2 separate regions of the Hordeum vulgare genome follow, and region 1 is linked to region 2. Evidence: chromatin contacts called from public Hi-C data. All regions are on one chromosome and are shown on one strand. The core of a region is the stretch at or near the end of the contact, and the rest is flanking DNA. Distances in the headings are between cores, read along the strand shown. Region 1 has its middle 10 kb from the start of LOC123452490. Region 2 holds the start of LOC123452489 (TOM1-like protein 9).

Region 1 (5,896 bases), core at 1,697-4,196, 41 kb before region 2:
AAGGTTCTGTGAGATTTCTGACCCTCCCAGGGGTTTTCGAAACCTCCTGAATCCCTCCGTGCTAAACGAGGCCTAAATGTATAGTTTCTGCACCTTTCTTGTAGGTGTGGTGCAGCACCAAGTGGCAGGTTAATTAGGAGTTTTCCTGGGAGGCGTTGTCATGTTGTGCTTAGGCTTACCTAACAGCGTCCCTCGTCCAGTTCGATCCTCACTGCTTTACTCTTGAGGTCTGATAGTACTCTTCAAAAAACAACAACAAAAAGACGGTCGCCAAAACATGCAAACTAATGCAAAAGGTCGATACGAGCTTCTCTCAAGAAACTTTATGGTGATGATTCAGTGACAGAAATATCTTAATCGGATAAAAGTTATCTCTCGGGAAGTTCAGTAATAGGTTTGCGTAAATAGATCTAGTATGCATACTTGTGTTTAGAAAAAGGCATATGCATAGGGGAAATTCAATTTGGCCCCGGACCCAAAAATAAAATTTTAAATGTAAAAACAATAAGACAATTTTTTTATTTGTTAATGCCACCTGCAAATTCTGAGGCAAAAAAGTTAAGCATTTTGGCCTGCGTAACCTCAATTTTTTTCACCGACGAAACACGGCTTACCGTCTCGCATGATCATTGTCAAGCACGCTTGTAACACTAACACTAACATTCACAAAATGTTTTAGATTTTTTTACAATCATTTACTATTTGTTTTCACGTTACTGGAGCCAAAACGCCCCTCCAATATGCATATTACCTTGTCCGCTGAGATATAAATACCTCTCTCTTTCCGGAGAGTTGAGTCTTTACGATAATGATTTGTGACAATTCATCGTGTAATGACCAAAAGAAGTTTCCTTCTGGACTGGCAACATTTTAGGTTCGAGACCTTTTACAGTACATCAGATCAATACAGACCGTTTATTTTTGTGTTTGGACGTACGGCCCAGATTTGAAAATACTATTGCAGATTTTCGGTAGTATATATTTTGTGATCAGGGGCAGTTTCGGTAGTGCTGCGACCAATACACAATTAACTCGCATAATAATAGCACGAGAAATTAATTGCTGTGATAATTGCCTCCTACTCCCTCCGTTCTTAAATATAAGTCTTTTAAGAGATTTTACTAAGGGTCTATATACGAAGTAAAATGAGTGAATCAACACTTTAAAGTATTTTTTTTAAACACGGTCCCTTAGGTACCGATCTCGTTAAAAAAGATCGAAGAGAGTTGTCCGGTTAATAATTGGAAAACCGGACTAAAACCGTCACAATGCGCCCGCCACGACAAGGCACACAGGGCGACCTGGCAACCTACACAAGAACACACACACGCCGCCTAGGAGAAGAGCTCCGTCGAGGTTGTAATCCGGCGTCATCGTCATCACGCCTCCGCGAGGGCGACTCCGACTTCACCATCGACGACCACCGATGTAGCCTCCACCGCAGACAAGGGTAGAGGCCTGCGTCGGACGACGCCAAAAGTCCACCTCACGCGCCGGCGACCAGGCAGCTTCGACTCAGCCGACGAGCATTGAAGGAAGAAAAGCACATGACCTGCGCCGAGCCAGCGCCAGAACCGACCACCCGTCTTCACGTCATCGTCGCCGCAAGGATCCCCCTCAAACAACTCCGACTTCAGAAGACAAGAGAGGCACGGCGACCCCTCGAACACGCCGGACGAGACCGACTACCAGAACCCAACATCAAATCCTTCTCCGCTTGAAGGGGCCATCGTTGCCGCACAAGAAGCCGCGCAGATCATTCACATTGCCGGACGCGCCCCAGCCGACCGCAGTGTCACGAGCGTCTAGCCCCTGAAGAGTGCAATCGAAATCCAAAGCTCTTCAAGACGACGCCCCCAAGGAGGAAGCGACGATGCCGACGCCGTTGTCCGGCCCAACCAGGCCTAAGGTTTTCACCCGAATAACTGGATCTGAGGGTGTGTGGGAAGAGAACTCCTCAACGGTGCCTCCAAGAAGGTGAGACGACGTCCACAGCTGCCATCACCGCTGGCCGGCAAGCTCTCGCCCGGAGCACCTCCCAACACCACAACCCCACGCACAGCATCTTCGCTAGCCCACACGCCTCCCACGAAGCCACCGCGCCAGCGACACCGGGGAGCCACCAAGCACGTCCTCCACGCAGCACCCCCAGCGACACGACACCTCCGAAGCCACCATGACGTAGGCCCGAGTACCACCAGATCCAGATCCAGGTCCAGATCGGGGTCAAGGGCAGGCCGCAGTCGCTGCGGAGGCAGCACCACTGGATGGCGCCCTGCCGCGCCTCCAGCCCGCTAGAGGACCCAGCCCGTGCCGGAGCTCCGCCGCACCACACCGCCAAGCCGCCACCACGGGACCCGCCCATCACCAACCCGAGCGGGGGAGAAGGCGCGCCGAGGCCCAGCCCCTCCAAGCCGTCCACGCCGCCATCACCGGGCTGCCGCCCCGACGCCCAGCCTCGCCGAGCCGCCGAGCCGTCCCTGCCGCCACCTCCGGGCCGCCGCCCCGACGCCCAACCTCGCCGAGCGAGCCGCGCCGTCCAGGGCCGGTCCCGGGACGCATCCGCGCGAGAGAGGCCCGCCGCCGCCGGCTGCTGCACGGGCTTTGCGCGGCAGCGACGCTCGACGGCGACGGGGGGGCGGGGAGGAGCAGGTGGGGAGGCGGCGGCGGTGCTAGGGGACGCTCGGGCCGCTCCCCTAGAGAGCGACGCGAGCGAGGTAAGTCCTCTAATGAAACCTTTAAAAAGATTTATATTTAACAACGAAGGGAGTACATGCAGCGTCAAAGGGCACCTCCCGGCTCCCGCGTTTTAGTTTGGTTATGCATTGGCCATGGCATGCACTCGCACGAGACATGAAAATTTGAAAAGGACGTGGACATTGCTATCACTAATGAAAGACGACTTGCCAAGGAACCGATCTCGGGCGCCGTCCAAAGATCATTGCTATTGCTATCACTAATGGAAGACGGAGTGGCCGGTCCTGTGCGACTGAGACGGCCGCCGGACTGCTTGGCCGGCTGAACAAATTCCTGAGAATGAAGGACAAACAAACATACGAACTAAGGTGAAGGACAATTCATTCTTTTCACAGGTCTGATTACCTACGTTATTAATCATTACAATTAACATTAAGAAAAAACAAATATATTATAATAGTCAATTACCAACATGTTTTAGGAAAAAAAACAAGGGATCAATAATAACCATCGGATCAGTTATATACTACCCACTATTTTTAGTAGTACGATGCACGGTAAAATGTCTCGTAGCTTATCCTTTATGTTGCTTTGACCGTAGAGGTTATAAATATGACTTGATAAACATTCAGCAGCTCAAAAAATACTGAATTTTAATAAAAAGAATACATGCATCTGTGAAAAACAGAGCCAGTTGAATGATTGAAGCTAAAACTTCAAGTCTTCAAGAGAATATGCACATACTAAAGCCTGTTTGGAAATGCTCTGTTTCAGAAAATTCAACTCCGCTCTAGAAAACGTAAGCCAAACGGGATAGCTCCACGATATACCGCTCCGTAAAAAAACTAGAATCTGGGATCCAACTCTTTGTTTTTTGTGAAGCTCTCTAGGAGGTGCTCCATAAAATTATAGAAGCTGGAATTGGAAGAAAATTACCCACCACTGCCACCAGTAAGTGGATACCCCTTCGTTTTTACCTCTCATCCAATCAAATAGATCCTTTTCACTAAATTTTTCATTCGTGAAGCTGGAGCTAAATGAGAGCCAAACATTCTTTTAAAATGGTTACAACTTCTATATGAAACTGCTCTAAAATGGAATTGATTAAGCGGAGCTGATTTTGATGGAGCAAAGCAGTCCCAAACAGGTAAATGTCATACCTGCCCACTCCGCTCTTTGGATGTGAATAGAGTTCAAACTCTTACGTAGAAACCATTTTGTTGCTCGACCATGTCCTACTTATTATATACGATTTTGCTATTTCTCAGCTAGCTGAGAAATAGTTTGGGCTCATTCACTTAATTGACCGTCGAATTTAGCACGTAGTTATTCGTGCAGGAGGAGGAGGATTAACGCCCAGACTTGTTGGGCGTGGCAAGCGTTGCCGGTTCATTATTTATGGGCTCATTTCATGTTTGCCATGGTGAGCTGCTTTTAGTGTTTACTGTTGTTGGGCTCGTATTCTTTTTTATGCCTCTTCTTTTATGCAGTTTTTTCCCTTTTGTTGTTCGTTTCTTCAGCCGGTGGTCACTATTTCGTTGTTACACTTATTGTTATTTTTTTTTTGGGAAAATTAAGAGTTGTATATTAGACCGGCTATTGATAGTTTGTCTTTACAAATATACAACCCTTAATTTTGTGAACTATATTAGACCGGCTATTGATAGTTTGTCCGTACAAATATGTATATTTTATTTTTATGATCTATTCATAGTTTTCTATTTTATAAATTAGTATTTTAAAATTATTTTTTAATTAGTATTTTTCAAAAAACTTGTGTTCTTATGCATCTTGTATTTTATATTAATTACATTAATATTTAAAGTCGGATCGCAACTGCAAGATTCGAAATGTGGCCACAACTACAAATATTCAAAGTCGAGTCGAAATTGCAAGTTGGGTGGCAACTACATCTATTCGAAGTCGAGCCGCAACTGCAAGTATTTAAAATTGGATCACAATTGCAAGTATTCAGAGTCTAATCGCAACTGCAAATATTCAAAGTCAGGCCGCAACTGTAAGTATTTAAAATCGATAGCAATTGCAAGTATTCAGAGTCTAATCGCAACTGCAAATATTCAAAATCAGATCGCAATTGCAAGTATTCATAGTCAGGTCGCAATTGCAAATATTGATAGTCGGATCGCAATGGTAAGTATTCACAGTCGGGTCGCAACTAAAAGCATTTACAGTCGGGTCGCAACTGCAAGATTTGAAATGTGGCCGCAACTGCAAATATTCAAAGTCGGGTCGAAATTGCAAGTATTCAAAGTCGGGTGGCAACTACATGTATTCGAAGTCGGACCGCAACTGCAAGTATTTAAAATCGGGTCGCAATTACAAGTATTTAGAGTCTAATTGCAACTGCAAATATTCAAAGTCAGGTCGCAATTGCAAGTATTAAGAGTCTAATCACAACTGCAAATATTCAGAATCAGGTCGCAATTGCAAGTATTCATAGTCGGGTCGCAATTGCAAATTTTGATAGTCGGGTCGCAATTGCAAGTATTTATAGTCAAGTCGCAATTGCAGGTATTCATAGTCGGATCGCAATTGCAAATATTGATAGTCGGATCGCAATTGCAAGTATTCATAGTCAGGTCGCAACTACAAGCATTCACATGCGGGTCACAACTCATGAAAAAACTATAATCAAGTTGTTTTTTACTAAGAAGAAAAACAAATTATTACATCACAATTCCTATAATAAGAACACACTAGTTTTTTGCATACGAATGTTTAGTGGTCAGAGTAGTTGAAGCTAACAAGCCATTACTTATATTTTTTTGCTTATTCTTTTTTTCTCTATCAATGATTTCTTTTTTAAAAGATGCGACGTGCAACAATAAAAACTGAACAAGTAGTTATTAGACCGGCTAGATGGGGTGCATAGCAACAAGAACAAAAAATATGACATGTTAGTCAAAAATAATAAATGATGGGCTAAAAAACAAACAGAATAAATACAAAATACAATAATATTATGTGAATGAGACCATAGAAAATCTCAGCTAGCTGAGCTGTAGGCAACCCCTATTATATAAGTAGTTCGTCGCTACCTTCTTCTCACACTAGTGGGGACGGGACCTTTAGCCCCGGCCCGTAAGGGGCTTTAGTCCCGGTTCACCAACCGGGACTAAAGGGGCGGGACTAAAGGCCTAACTTTTAGTCCCGGCCCTGTTCCAAGCCGGGACTAAAG
Region 2 (6,283 bases), core at 1,837-4,336:
TTGTGGCGTTCAGTTGAGATTGCTGACCGTAAGGTACGATGTCTCCATTGGAATAAGTTGTAGGTTGCTGAGGCAGAGTAGGCTGCACCTGAGGAGGGTATGCTCGAGATGCAGGGGAAATAACAGAGTTTGTAAGCTGGTTGTAGTTTCTATTGCCGGCAGCAGAACTATTTTGTTGGAACATGTCTGCAAGGGCCAACACATTCTGGTCTGAAGCTGAGTATTCGCTGACAGGAACAAGCGCCAGCGAGTTTTCAGGTTCGGGTTTGATGTAGTCATCTCCACTAAGGAGGTCGAAACTAGGAGCTGGTGCTGGAACAACAGCTTTTGCACTGCTAGATGATTGAGGTGCCGGCGGCGCGGGAAGCGCCAATTGTTCAGAGGGTGGCTGCTTGCTTGCACTTGTAGTAGTTGCCGAAGACCTGGCAAAATGAAGAGAAGGTAAAAAAAATCAGGAAGCACGTGCAGTTTTTGAGAATTTTATTACTACTGTAACTGTATGTTTCTAGTAGAATGTCTTGAACGAAATGATTGACAAATGCTGCTAACCTTTGCACTGCTTCTTTTGTGGTATCTGTCTTTGCTGGCGCGGAATGGAGCGATATCTGCTTCTCCACCGGAACCGCTATGCCTGCGGCGATAGCGTCGTGCTTTCCTAGAACACGCTGCAAATCATCATTCAAACAAAGACCCTGGCTGAGCAGCTCCTCGTCCCTGTATCAATTCAGTACATCCGAAATAAGAAGATTTATATACCGATACAGAACTAACAAATGACAACAAATTTCAGCAGGACATTATGATAAATGGACACTTAAAGCGCCTGAGAGAGAACTGGCAAGGGACATACGAGGTGCTGTTGACAAGCTGCAGCACTCTCTGCTTGTATGTACGGCACTGATCCACAAGGTGAACGATGACATCCTGACGAAGTTCCTGCATATTCAGTGTAACTTAATTTTTCTTTACCTGATAGTAACAACTGAAAAACTGAAAAACTTGAGAGATTTACAGATCTGGAACACTGAACATGTTAGATTTTTCTCTAGCAACATCTTCGTCGGACGTAATAGATCAGTAGTTGAAGTGCATCAACAAAATACCTCTCTCTTACTAGGATCTACAGCATTCAACATCTCTGAAAGAACGTCCATGATACCCCGTGCATTCTGAATATCTGCCAGGCTACAAATGAACATTTCCAAAGTTGAAGCAGAGGTTCAGATTTCAAATAAGTGTATTCAAATTTGATCTTCATTCCAGTAGTTAAGCATTTCCATTGTATGATAAAAAAATTAATAAGTTGGTATACCTTGTGGCAGGAAAATCCTGGGCTGACGATTCAGGAGCCTCGTGGTCAGCGTTTCGTAGAGCAGGAGGATAGTTTTGGAGAGGCTGAGTCTGTGGAGGAGTAAATATTGGCACAGATCCATTTGATCTTTGAGGAAATACGGCTCCGGCACGCTGAGTGGAGATTGGAGTTTAATTAAGTCACAGATTTTGATAATTTGGAAACAGAATAACTTCATTTTTCTCTGCAAAATCTGAGACTGTTAAAAGATCACAACTTATTCGATTTGTGTAAAATACCAAAAGGTCCTGGTATGATGCATAGTATTGCGGATATTTTGAGCGTGCACCACCAAAAACTTCTTGCCAAGTGTCGATCAGCGTCAGAATCTTTTCTTTTACGTGATAATCCGGCTACAACCACCACACAGATAAAGACATTAAGACTTAATATCGGAAACCAGTATATTAAAGTTTGAACTGCCCATACGTACCCTTTTCTTTACTATCTTCACCATTTCATGAAGTATGCCTCTCTCAGCAACATGCACATGGACAATGTCCCCACAATTTTTAATCATTGTCTCCAGCAACTAAAATAAGTAAACCAATGCACTGATTAGTGGTTGAGTAAATGATTACTTAAACATTCCAAATAAAAGCCCTTCTGAATGTGCCATTCATCCTCCTTCTGGTGTGATGTAATGCATTGCTAGGTTACAACATCACTACAAGAAAATATGTTCATGAGTCAAACTGGAAAAGAACATCAAAGCCAACAATCGCGACACAGCTCATCGCGGCTATCAAATAAGAAACAATTTAGTTATAGAAGGTAAGCTTCAAGAAAAGGTGCAAAGGTACATGCCAATTTATTGGGCACACTATATGTAAGGGACTAATAGTTTTTTTTTGCTGGACTAATAGTTGACATAGTCCACATAATTAAGTTGATGAGTCAAATTCATACACCAAAATATTCAGTTTTAAACCGTACTTACCGTGAGAGCGAGAAGCTGGACCTTTGAGTTCTTGTGGGCAATGCGCTTCTTGAGAGACTTGACAACATCCTTCGTTTGCCTGTGAATACAACCGAACATAGATATTTAGTTATTTACACCAAACCGATAACAACAGAAGGTAGATCGATGCACGTAACCATTTTCACAGAAATTTTGCATGTCATAGCTATACTATATCGTTGAGTATAATTTAGTAAGTAAAAAGGTTAATGAGAGCGAGTAACATCACAAGTCTGGTTTTCTGACTGGATCAATGGACAGCAAGTGGCTGCATGGAGTCAAAAGCTCAACAACACATCGTGGCAATGACGGCTAGATCAATGGAAACGTTGCTTTGCTTTAGCAGAGTCAGCCAATACAACAGTATGGAAAGATACAAGCAGTCGTTGTGCGTTCGTGCTCACCCTGGATCGCGGTTGAGGGTGTCGCAGAGCTCGAGGTTGGTCGCCCAGTCGGGACCGATGAGCGCGTCGCTCGTCGCGCGCTGGACCGAGGACGACGGCGACGGCATCTCCACCCCCCCTACGAAATCAACCAGCCAGCAACAGATGTTCTGAGCCCCAGCCCAACACAATAAAGCTTAAGCGGAAGCCTTGGCGATGATGGCCACAAGAATCCGTCGTCCTTTCTCCTCCTTGTTCCTGGTGCCGGCCGCCGGCCCCTACCTCGGTTGCCCCCTCTGAGACTAGGAAGGGAGCAGGAGCGTGGAGCCAAGGAATGGGAAATCTTTTGTGGCCGGCCAAAGGAACCCACTCCACCAGCTGCTATACTAGTCACAAGAATGCAACGACAAACTGTCACCGATGTATATAATTATAATCTTTGACCGGCGTTTCTGAAAGCAGTTGTGGGGATTGGTCAATGGAGTATGTTTGTTATGTCTATCTATCGGTCTGCACTGCACGGCGGTCGACGGCGACAGGCGGGCGAACCAGCTCCACGCGGTGGCGGCCTCCTTTGTTTAGCGCCGGCCGTGACTAGGACGTTGTGAATAATGGAGTTTACTAGCGTTGGCTGCGCAGATAGAACTGCTCCCGGCCATTAGGCACACACTTGTCGCTCCTTTTCCACAGGGCTACGATTCGGTGGACAACTCACAACACAAGCCTGTGTGTACGAGTTGTGGGCCGTTCCTGTGCTTTTCTACGAGATATATTTGATGACTTGGTGTACATGTATTTAATAGCCTTGTTCTTCATGTCTGTACTCCTATATATACTTGTTCATGAGACCCAATACAATATCCATCGATTTCATTAGTCCCTCTCTATCCCTTCTAACATGGTATCTGCCGCAAGTTTTTACACCTAGCCAGGGGCGGAGCTGCATCTACATTTACCCTGTTGCACCTTTGCTAATTTAACCTGATGCATCCATGCACACGTTTGATCCAAGTGCTAAAGTACGAGTGCAAAACAACTTGACCCTGTTGCCTGGGCAACAGGGTAGCTGCATGCAGATCAAGCAACTGGCTTCCGCTGTGTTGCCCCTTCAGGTCGTAGCGTCGTCGCCCCGTGGTTGCCCCGGCCCTCAGTCGCCCTACACCGCCCCGTCGAGCTATAGCGCCACGGCATGCTGTCCCCCTCCCCCCGCCGCCCGAGGCCGTCCTCGTGGCTGCACCAATCTGCGCACCACCGCTGCATCACCCCATCCGGCCGTAGCGTCGCGACAATCGGTCCACACCGCCGCCCGAGGTCTTTCCGTCGTCGCTCTGACCCGCGCGCTGTCGCTTTGTCGCCCCTTCAGGACGTAGCGCCACGGCACGCGGTCCACTCGCTGTTCCCGCGCGTTGACTTCTACATGGCATGCGTCATGATGCCTCCCTAGGCGCGGGAACACCATCATCCGCGCCGGTCTTCGTCATGTTGTTGGGTTCTTCCTCGCCTACTTCGAGCACCGTCACCGCGCTCCTAACTAGCCGCCGCCACCACCGTCAGGCCACCACCACTGCTATTCTTCAGTGTCGTTGCTCCTCGCTCACTCGAGCCGCGTCGTCCATCCACCCCCTTCATCTTCTTCCAGCACCAGCTCATCGCTACTGTTGTCGTCGTCTTCCTCGACCACTTCATCTACTCCCACCACTAGTGGAAAATAGACCTTTCGTCCGGAGCTTTAGTCCCTGTCGGGTTTGGGCCTGGGACTAATGTGAGCATTAGTCTCGGTTCCAGTGGCTAGGAGCGGACGAGGGCACAACCATCTTTAGTCCCGGTTGGAATGGGGCCTTTAGTCCCGGTTGGTGATACCAACCGAGACTAAAAGGGTTGTGGCAGACTAGGGCCCCCGCGAGCCCCTTTAATCCCGGTTGGTATCAACAACCGGGACTAAAGATAAACCATTAGTCTCGGTTGGTATATCCAACTGGGACTATAGTCTTTCCTATATAAAGCTCTGCTTCTTCCAGCCCGAGTTCAAGCTTTCTCTCCTCTCTGTTTCCTTCCTCAAGCTCGAATTCATCCTCCATTTTTGCCAAGATTTGTTAAGATCGAAGGCACCCCATCTATCCAAGTGTTCTAAAAGGTTAGCAACTTCATCCTTTCATCTCTCATTGCTAGTTTAGCTCGTTTCATGCTCTATAAGTATAGTGATTTGTGAGTTTTAGTTTGAGAGTAATTATGTGAGAATTTATTCGATTTATATGCAATTTGAGCTCAAATTAACTTCTTAGTTTGCATATGTGTAGGTGTGGTTTACTTAGTGCCTTCCCCTCACCGACATCGATCGTCCAGCCGTCCCGTCGCTAGCACCACCTTGGTGAGCCTATTGTTATTATCCTTTTTGTAAAAGAATTAATTTGTATGATTTAGATGGTTACTAGTATAATTTTCTTACTTGTATGATGTTTTGTTATATATATAGTGCCACGGTTTTGATATCCGTCCCCGTCGGCCCTCGTCCGGTTTATGATTCAGATGTGGTATATTATCTTTTATAACTATTTGTTTCATTTTGTATTTATGACAATTATGCCCATCAAGTTGATATAAGTATGTTTATCTAGGAGGTAGGTGAACCAGAAAATGCAACCCACCCTCTTGTCAAGAAGTAAAATTTAGTTGAAAAAGAAAACAATTATTTGAAAGAAAAATTGAAAATAATTGAAGAAGATAAGATGAAATTGGAGTTGTATGTTGGCGATGTCGTCGATGATCACAAGATCAAGATGGATGCGATGCGCCTGAAGATTAGAAAATATGTCATTAATAAAAAGGCTTGTTATCATTATGTTGTTTGATCAATTATTACCTTAGTTGCGATTTTGATCGCATTTGTTGTTGCATTTAAATGCTTTAGATAGTTGTATGTTGTTTTATGATAAGTATATATGTCTAAATTTAGAGAATAGAATTTTGGAGGCCGAGCTCCGTCGTGACCGAAAGTTTTGAAATAAAAAATCCAAATATGAAAAATATGCAATTAAGGGAGGATGTTATGCACCTTGAAATACGATCTACACAAACAAGACAAATTCATGGTCTGGAACGATAAATAGTATCATGTGTTAAAAAGCCTCAAAGTTGTCTTTTTTGTACAACCCTCATTTCAATGTATTTTTTTCTAAAAATTTGCACACATGTGTGTTACGCCTTCACTTATCTCTGTATTTTTTTTCAGAATTTTTTTAAAATAAAAATATGAATTTTCATGAAATTTGAATATCCAATTTAAAGGCCTCCATGGAGGCCGAGCTCCAAAAGCAATTTCCGTAAACTTTATGTATATTTTTTTTGCAGTAATAACATTTGGTCACTACTCTTCTTTGGTTTTGATGTGATGAACTTGTATTAATTTGATCACTTCGATGTTGTGTAATGAAGATGAGCCGGTAATGGATGTACGATGACCGACGCTCTCCCAAGTGGTCTACATAATTTTATATGTGTGGCTGAGGTAAACAAGCGGAATAGTTTTATGTGTTGTTCATGTGGTGTTTGTAAGAATAATAAGGATTACTCTACCTCAAAAATCCTTCA

What was found. A called contact is a pair of places that touch in the nucleus more often than the background predicts.
Region 1: a contact with region 2 is called in a Hi-C map of leaf, with 2.4 times the contacts expected there. The contact joins the enhancer-like site here to the promoter of LOC123452489 in region 2. A contact is called at or near these places in 2 of 6 Hi-C or Micro-C datasets (leaf and seedling).

What each region holds. Positions count from the first base shown.
Region 1 is chr5H:537,362,056-537,367,951 of MorexV3_pseudomolecules_assembly, reverse strand. No RefSeq gene overlaps it. Among protein-coding and RNA genes, the nearest start is that of LOC123452490, 10 kb to the left of the region's middle. Within about 2 kb of position 2,946, at least 1 of the 3 cell types and tissues checked has open chromatin away from gene starts, as enhancers often do. A contact at or near this core is called in leaf, where this site is marked.
Region 2 is chr5H:537,320,703-537,326,985 of MorexV3_pseudomolecules_assembly, reverse strand. LOC123452489 (TOM1-like protein 9) reads right to left here and starts at 3,086. Exons shown (of 10, transcript XM_045129142.1): 1 at 2,717-3,086; 2 at 2,292-2,370; 3 at 1,785-1,883; 4 at 1,591-1,704; 5 at 1,313-1,464; 6 at 1,104-1,185; 7 at 851-936; 8 at 550-714; 9 at 1-422. The coding sequence starts at 2,823.